2 separate regions of the Ovis aries genome follow, and region 2 is linked to region 1. The links are chromatin contacts, called in public Hi-C maps. All regions are on one chromosome and are shown on one strand. Each heading gives the region's core, a stretch centred on a gene start, on an enhancer-like site or on the middle of the called end of the contact. The rest is flanking DNA. Distances are from core to core; before and after follow the strand shown. Region 1 holds the start of ARID2 (AT-rich interaction domain 2). Region 2 holds the start of ANO6 (anoctamin 6).

What was found. Hi-C and Micro-C count contacts between places; a contact is called where the count stands out from the background.
Region 2: a Hi-C map of omental adipose tissue shows a contact between it and region 1, with 2.6 times the contacts expected there. The contact joins the promoter of ANO6 here to the promoter of ARID2 in region 1. A contact is called at or near these places in 2 of 16 Hi-C or Micro-C datasets (omental adipose tissue and skin fibroblasts).

Annotation. Positions count from the first base shown.
Region 1 is chr3:140,792,612-140,796,426 of ARS-UI_Ramb_v3.0, reverse strand. It overlaps ARID2 (AT-rich interaction domain 2), which reads left to right and starts at 2,322. Exons shown (of 21, transcript XM_004006425.6): 1 at 2,322-2,940; 2 at 3,055-3,148. The coding sequence starts at 2,849.
Region 2 is chr3:141,383,907-141,387,664 of ARS-UI_Ramb_v3.0, reverse strand. ANO6 (anoctamin 6) reads left to right here and starts at 2,164. Exons shown (of 20, transcript XM_042246830.2): 1 at 2,164-2,403. The coding sequence starts at 2,331. LOC132659442 (a long non-coding RNA gene) reads right to left here and starts at 2,049. Exons shown (of 2, transcript XR_009599919.1): 1 at 1,161-2,049.

The DNA of each region.
Region 1 (3,815 bases), core at 1,073-3,572:
GCCTGACGGAGCAGGAGCGTCCGCGGCTCCCGGAGCTCACGACTCTGGCAAGGGATCCCGGTGGGGCTGCGGACTCTGGCATTTAAAAACTACTGAAAAGTCTCGCTGTTGAAGTGACTCGGCGGAGGCCGCTGCCACTTGGCGTCGCCGGGTCCCAGTCCTTTCTGAGCCGTCCGGGGGCCCCAGGCGACCCTCCGCGAGACCGCGGTCAGCTCCCGGGAGCGGGGAAGAGCAACCAAAGCCACAAGACGCCGCGGCAAGTTCCCGGAGCAGTCAGCTGCAGCTTTCCCTTCTCTCTTCAGTTACAAGTACCCCGGCAGCTTCGGGCGCTTCCTTAGAGAAAATGAAAAAAGTGAAAAAGCGTGGAGGTGCTAGAAGTCGCTGACATTTTCCGTCGAAGCAGATCCTCTCGGCTCCATCCCTTAAGCAGGATTTCCAAACTCAGATGTATCCTTAGCGGAGGTATTCCATGTTGACAGATCTCTCGCCTCCCACAAAATGGGGCCGAGGAGGCGGCCGCTGTCTCCTCTATGGGCGCCGCCATTTTGTGAGGCGGCGGCGCGGCGGCAGGAGCCCCGGGTGTGTGTAATGGTTGAATAGAATGACCCCCTCTAGGGAATCCCCGGCGCTGACAGTTACGTAAGGGGCTGTGCGCAAGTGCGGCGTTTAGGGAATCCGCACAGCTCGGGACTCGCAGCTCTGCGGCCCATATCTCCACCACCCCTAAGAGGACTGGTGGGGGAAGGGACGGATGACCTGGTCTCCCTTCTGCCCCGCCCCCCCTCGCCTCCAGCCTGGGCTTCGCTGCTCCACTCCCCCGGCCTCGTCTCCGCCCCTCACTGGCTTCCGAGACACTTACTGGCCCTTGGGTGTCAGGAACTGCCTAGCCATAGCCTTATTCCAACCCCGTTTAAGAGGCAAACTTTACTTGAGAAATAATCCGTTTCCTAGAGTGAGCACCGGAAGCGTGGCTGGACTATATTACATAATTCTTTTCACTACCAAATAAATGTTCTCATTGGAATCACTACCTGAGATAACCCATCCAACCCTTTACTAGAATGTGACCTTGGGTGTCGGTGACTTTGCCTGTAGTGGCCATCGCGGAAATGGGAATAATAATATGCTTCACAATTCTTGAAGCTTAATTAACATTTGCAGCAAACGGCTGACCCCAACACCCCTTGTAGATATAAACTTGTGGTAGTATTTGTTGAGATGTTACGTCTCCCATTTGAACAGCCTCTTATTTTGAGCTTCAAAAATATTTTAAACCGGGATCGTATTAAGACATTTGAGAAAAAGCAAAAACATAAGATTTTATTCAATATGTTTTAAGCAAACTATAACAGACCTTAATATAAAAATATAAACGTTAATTATTATCGCCCAAGTTCAAAAGATTGCTTCCCAATCAGTTTAATTACTGTTTGCATAACTGCACAGAATAATCTAGTTTGAGAAATGAAACCAACAAAAGTCAAGATGAATTAAGAGCATGATTCCATTTCCACAGAACTAGGACAGACAGTTCACATTGTATTTAATTTACAGTTTGCTAAAGTTAGTTTGTGGGTAAGTCATGGAAAATGTGCTAACCAGGCCCCCCCTTACTATCGCCACAAAGCTCAGAAAAGCCGATTCTTTTAGACCTTATAAAAAAAAAGGTGACAGGTTGACTTTATTCCTATCAGTGAATGAAGCTAGCGTGAGGAGCTTCCCCTCTGGGCTTCCTTTCCCTCCCGAGCTCTACACCAGTTCTGTCGGACAGGCGGGGACTCCAAGGCAGCCCTTCCAACTGCCGGGCCGGGGACGCGAACATCGCCTCCACCCCTAACCCTGGAACAACCGGTAGTGGCCGTTTCCCCGCGCCTCCCCCCTTTCCGCCGGCTTTGTGTGCGTGTGAAATGTGCGGCACATTGCAGATGAACCCTAAGCCCGGCGAGCCGAGTCTATTGTTCCCCGCGAGGAGCTGCCGGGGCGGTGTGGAGTCAGGCGCAGTGCCGCGGCCGGCCCTCGGGGGTCGCTGTGCGGCTCTGGCTGCCCGGCCGTGGCGGCGACGCTGGAGGCGGCAGAGAGGGAGGCTGGCGGGGAGGGAAGCGGGCGGGCGGCGCGCAGCGGCTCGGCTGCCGCCGGTGCCTTCTGCCCGGGGACGCCCCGGCCGCGAGGCCGCGCGTGAATGTGTGCGAGGGCCCCGCGGAGCTGCGGCCGGAATACACGCTGTCACCCCGCTTTCCACAAACCACCACACAGACCTCCCCCTCCCCACCCCCAGCCCCGCCTGCCCCAGCCCCGCCGCCGCCGCCGCCGCCGCGGCCGCCGAAACTCCCGGGCCTCCGGCCACCCCGGCCCCTCACCGTCGGCTCGCCTTTCCCCTCGCCCGCTCGCGCGCCCCCGGCAGCAGCACCATGTTGAATCGCGTCCCCGGGCCGAGCCGCCTGAGCCGGCGGCGCTGAGAGGCGGGCGAGAGCCGGGCCGCGGGAGGGAGGGAAGGAAGGGGTGGGGGCCGCGCTCGCCCCGCGGCTTCGCGCGGATCCGGCAGTCGCCTGCCCCTCTAGTTTCGCTCCGATTTCTTTAAACTTTTTTAGAAATTCCCCTCCCTCCTTCCCTCCTCTCCCCCTGGCCTCCTGCTCCCTCCTTCCCCTCCTCCTCCTCCTCCTCCCCCTCCCTCCCTCCCTCCCTGCGCCGCCGCCGCCGCCGCCGCCGCCGCCGCCACCGCCGGCCCATGACTGAGCCCCGCCGCCGCCGGCCGAGGAATGGGCTCTGGGCTCTGGTAGGAAGCGCTGGGAGCGGGGGGCGCTTTTAAAACACCGATCTGGGTTTTTTTAAAACCTCCTTTGAAAAAATAATGGCAAACTCGACGGGGAAGGCGCCTCCGGACGAGCGGAGAAAGGGACTCGCTTTCCTGGACGAGCTGCGGCAGTTCCACCACAGCAGAGGGTGAGAGCAGAACCGGGGGGGCAGCGCCGGGGCGAGCCGGGGCGAACGGGGCTCTCCCGCTCGGGCCGCCGCGGGGTCCCGGCTGACAAGTGCGGGGCTTTCTCTCTCCCGCAGGTCGCCTTTTAAAAAAATCCCTGCGGTGGGTGGGAAGGAGCTGGATCTTCACGGTCTCTACACCAGAGTCACTACTTTAGGCGGATTCGCGAAGGTGAGTGGAAGTTTTAATTTGTATTTCCCTCTCGCTGGCCTCCTCCAAAAAGTCTCCTTTGACCCCGGAGTGGGCGCTCGGGGCCGGGGGGGTGGCCTGCGGGGGCCAGAGGCGTTCTTTTCGCTCCCAGCCGGTGGCACGGAGGCGGACGGCGGCGGGGCTGTTTTTGGCCTGGTGGCTCGCGTGCGCGCGGCGGGCGCGGGGCTCGGCGGGCGGGCGGCCCGGCGCCGGCTCGCGCCCTGCCCGGTGCCCGGCCGGCCCGGCGGGGTCTGAGCGCCGCGGCGGGGAGTGCGGGCGTGCGGGGCGCCCGCCCGAGCCCCGCGCCCGCCCCGCGCCCGCCCGCCCGCTCGCTCGCGAGTCAGCTCTGCCGCCGCTGCCGCTCTAGCACAGGCGGAGACACAGAGACACACAGACTCTGAGAGCAGTTTTCGTGCAACTCAAAATTAGCGCGGGCAGGTTTAACATCGATAATCGGCTGCGAAATGATCCCGGCAGCCGGGGGCACAGCCTCGGCCCCGTCGCCCTCGGTTTATACAGCTAACAAAAGAAACCAGGACCTGTCTCCAAATAGCCATCTTAGGCTTCAAGGCTAGGCAGAAGCTGTAGGCCTCAAAGAAGGGCCTATGGAGATGGATAGATCTGGGAGAGGGATCGGAATCGGCCCCGG
Region 2 (3,758 bases), core at 915-3,414, 590 kb before region 1:
TGGTCCATGTTGCCAGTGCTGGGGGCCCAGGTTCGATTCATGGTCAAGGAACTAGATATTACATGCCATAACTAGGAGTTCACATGGAGCAGCTAAAGATACTGCATGTTGCAACTAAGACCTGATGCATCCAAAGAAATAAATAGCTAAATATTTTTAAAAAAATTGGTGGGAAAAAAAGTGATTTTAAAAAATGGCTTAAAAATATCTCTGTAGGGGTTTACAAAGTGACTTAAGAACACAGATTCTGGAATAAACTGCTTGTTGACTCCCAGCTCAACCACTTAATCCCTGTGTGATTTTGGACAAGCTAATGGCTCTGTGCTTGAGTGAAGGAGTGGTGAATCCTAGGGTTATTATGAAGAGTAAATAACTGAAGGTAAAACATTTAGAGCGATTCCTAGGTGCCACAGGAGTAACAAATCTGCCTCCCAATACAGGAGATGCAAGAGACTGGGTTTGATTCCTAGGTGAGGAAGATCCTTTGGAGTAGAAAATGGCAACCCACCCTAGTATTCTTGCCTAGAGAATTCCATGGACGGAGGAGGCCAGGGGTCTACAGTCCATCTGATCGCAGAGTCAGATACAGCTGAGCAAGCAAGCAAGCACAGCAGAACATTGAGAACTGTGCCTAGCACATAAAAACTACCATATGCATTTTTTAAATGAAAACTGTGAATGTTAATCACATTCACATGTAACCAAAATACTTCTGGAATTTCTATTTTAGTAGGAACAATATTATAAGCATTAGGGGCAAAGTTTACTAAAAGAAAATAATCTTTTCTCCTCATTTTTTTTCTTCAGCCTCCTATCTTTAAAATGCTGTATTGGTTTCTCTTTATATTAAAACTAATTTTCCACTAAAAGTTTCCTTAAGAAGCAAATATGTTTCCTGGATATTTCCTTAAAAGTAACTTCCTCCTGTCTTATAATGCATATTCATAGCTGTTTTCCCACTCCCACTGACAGTTGATTTCAATGCTTTATTTCTTTCATAAGAAAACATGAGAAATAAGTATATAGGAAAATAAAAGGCACTTCTGTCATCTGAACAGTCATTCTCATTATCATAACACTTTTGGACTTGATTGGAAAAATACAAAAAGTTTCAATAAGTTTCAGGGAAACAATGAATATAACAAGGGTTTCAAATGTACCTTCTAGCCCTTTGGAGACATCACAATGGATCCATGGGAACACACCAGCTTCTCTGGAAAAAAGTTCTGCTGATGTACAACCCCAGGAACCCGCAGTTCAAGTTACCCCATCTGTCTGAAAGCAGAAATCCCTTTGTATTTGTCTTACTGCTCCCTCTGGTCACCAGGAATGCATTCTTATACTCTCTGCCTCAACTTTATTTCAGTACCTCGTTTCCTCTGGTTATGATGGTTTTTCACACTGCTCAAGAGTTCAATTCACACCTAACCATTGCTCCAGAGTAGAATTCACACCTAACCATAATGGAGGTCTTCGCTTCCTTTGCCCTTGTGACACGGAGGATGAAGCTTTCAAGACGATCTCTTGGCAATCATCTTCCGACCACTCCCTGCATGCGCCCCTCCGGGCGGGAGTAGGGGGCGCTTCTCCCTTCCCTAACCTAACCTCACTTGATGCGGAAATCCTGCCTCTTGTGAACGTGTCTTTGGATCTCGCTCTCTTGGTCTTGTTTTCTTCTGTTGTTTCTCATCTACGAGTTTGGCCTCTTCTCTGTAATTGCCACCTCCCCATTCTCCAACAGAATACATGTTTCCCCACTTGGAGTCAGAGTAATTGATACTTTAAGATCCGCCATGGGCTCCACTTCCCTTTTAAACACCATCCAGACTTGCTCGCCTAAAGGGTCTTTCCTGGGGGCTGCAGCAGCGTCTCTCCCTTCTCGCGTAGCAGATATCAAAGAAAGCGAGCCCAGGACGTGCCCATATATGAACCTGAAACAGAGCTACCTCGTTCGGAGTTGACGCTCTCGCCTCCCCCCTTCGGCGAGTTCACTGGCGGGCACAGCGCGAATACCAGCGACTCCCTTCTCTCTTCGCCTGACTTCCTTCTGGGAGCTCATAAACCCGCGGCAGTTCAATCACTCCGCAGCGAGCCCCGGCGCTCACTGGGCATGCTCAGTGGCCCGGCCCGGCTCCGGCGGCCAGAGGTTGTCTTGGACGCACCACTCGGGTCCTGATTCACCGAGCGCGGGCTGAGCACAGCGGCCCCTGAGCCCGGAGTGAGACGCGCCTTGCCGTCCCTGCCCGGGCGCCCGCCCCGTCAGAGAGCCGAAGTTCCGGACTCCAAGGAGCCCCCAACTTTGCGCCAAGTTCCGAGCTGCGGGGGGAGACATGCCCATGATGACCAGGGACGTTCTGCTAGAAATGGAGCTGGAGGAGGACGACGAAGAAGACGGGGATATCGGTGAGCGAGGGGTTTCCGGGGGCCGGGGCGGGGAGCGGTGTGGCGCGGGGCCGGGCGCCCGGCCCCGAAATCCTCAGCCCACGCAGGAAGGACTCGGGGACTGCGCGTGGGCGCCGCACCCTTCTCGGCGAGGGAGGTTGTTGGGACCCGCGGCAGGTCGCGGGCAGAGGAACCGGGAGAAGGAAGCCCGCGCCGCCCGCCGGCGGCCGCAATGCGGTCGCTTCCAGCCGCTGACCTGCCGTCTCCCGGCTCAGCTCGCGGCGGGCGGGCGAGCGGGTGGCCCCGGGGAAGGCCGGGGAGGCGCGGGTCAGTGTCGGGACGGGCGAGGGACGAGGGCCCTGATCGGGCATCGTAGATTCGGGGAAGCCCCCGCTCGCAGGAAGTCTTGACTTTGGACAACAACTTTGGGTTATTTTCTCCGGCTGGAATTGGAGCTGGGGATTCCGGGGAGCCAGCGCGGGCTGCGAGCCCGAGGGCGGGGTTCAAGGAGCGCGCCCTGGTAAGGAGAGAAGGGGTGTGACTCGCCTGAAGCCACCTCTAGGTGAAAGCAGACGCGCGGCCCTCGTACGGTGGGCTGGGGCTGGGTGGGGCTGGGTGGGGCGGCCCGGGACTGATTTGAGTCCGCTGGGCGTGGGCCGGGATCCTTTTTCCGCGGCGCGGGCGGGGGAAGTGATGCAGTGGAGGAAGCCCTGAGGCAGGGTGGACCGCTGGGCATTTCCTACTCGTCCAGGGGTCCCCGGAGCTCAAGGGGAAGCCCTGCGTGCTCTATTTCTGGTTAAAAATTCTGTAGAAGTGGTGCACGGAGAGGGAGAGCTGTTTAAGAGTTAACCGAAAGGGGTGGGAGGAAGTGAGGAAGGGGATAGCAGTTGGAGGAGTGGAGAGAAAGGTCCCTAAAGAGAGCACTGTCAGCTAATGAAGACAGATAGAGCGCATCCGGAAGACTGGCAATTAAATTACCAGGCCGACTCCGACTCAGTTTCCTGGACGCCAAATCAGTTTCAATAACGTAACAGTTCCTGCTTACGTACTAACACTCTTCTCTAACATATTCTAATATATTCTTCTGTAATAACTTTAGTAGTAACTTTAGGAGTTAGGTGTGGTTTTTCGTTCACATTTGGGTACTGCTCATGTATTTATTTTTCTGTTGTTTTCAACTCTCTTGAGATATAATTGACATTTAACAGTGTAAGTTTAACGTAAAACATGTTTGACAATTTATATATTGCAAAATGATCACCACCAGACAGCTAACCCCTCCAGCATGTCACTTAATTACCATGTCTTTTTTTGTGTGTGGTGAGAACATTTAAGATCTAACCTCAAAAGATACAGTGTTATTAACTCTAAGCACT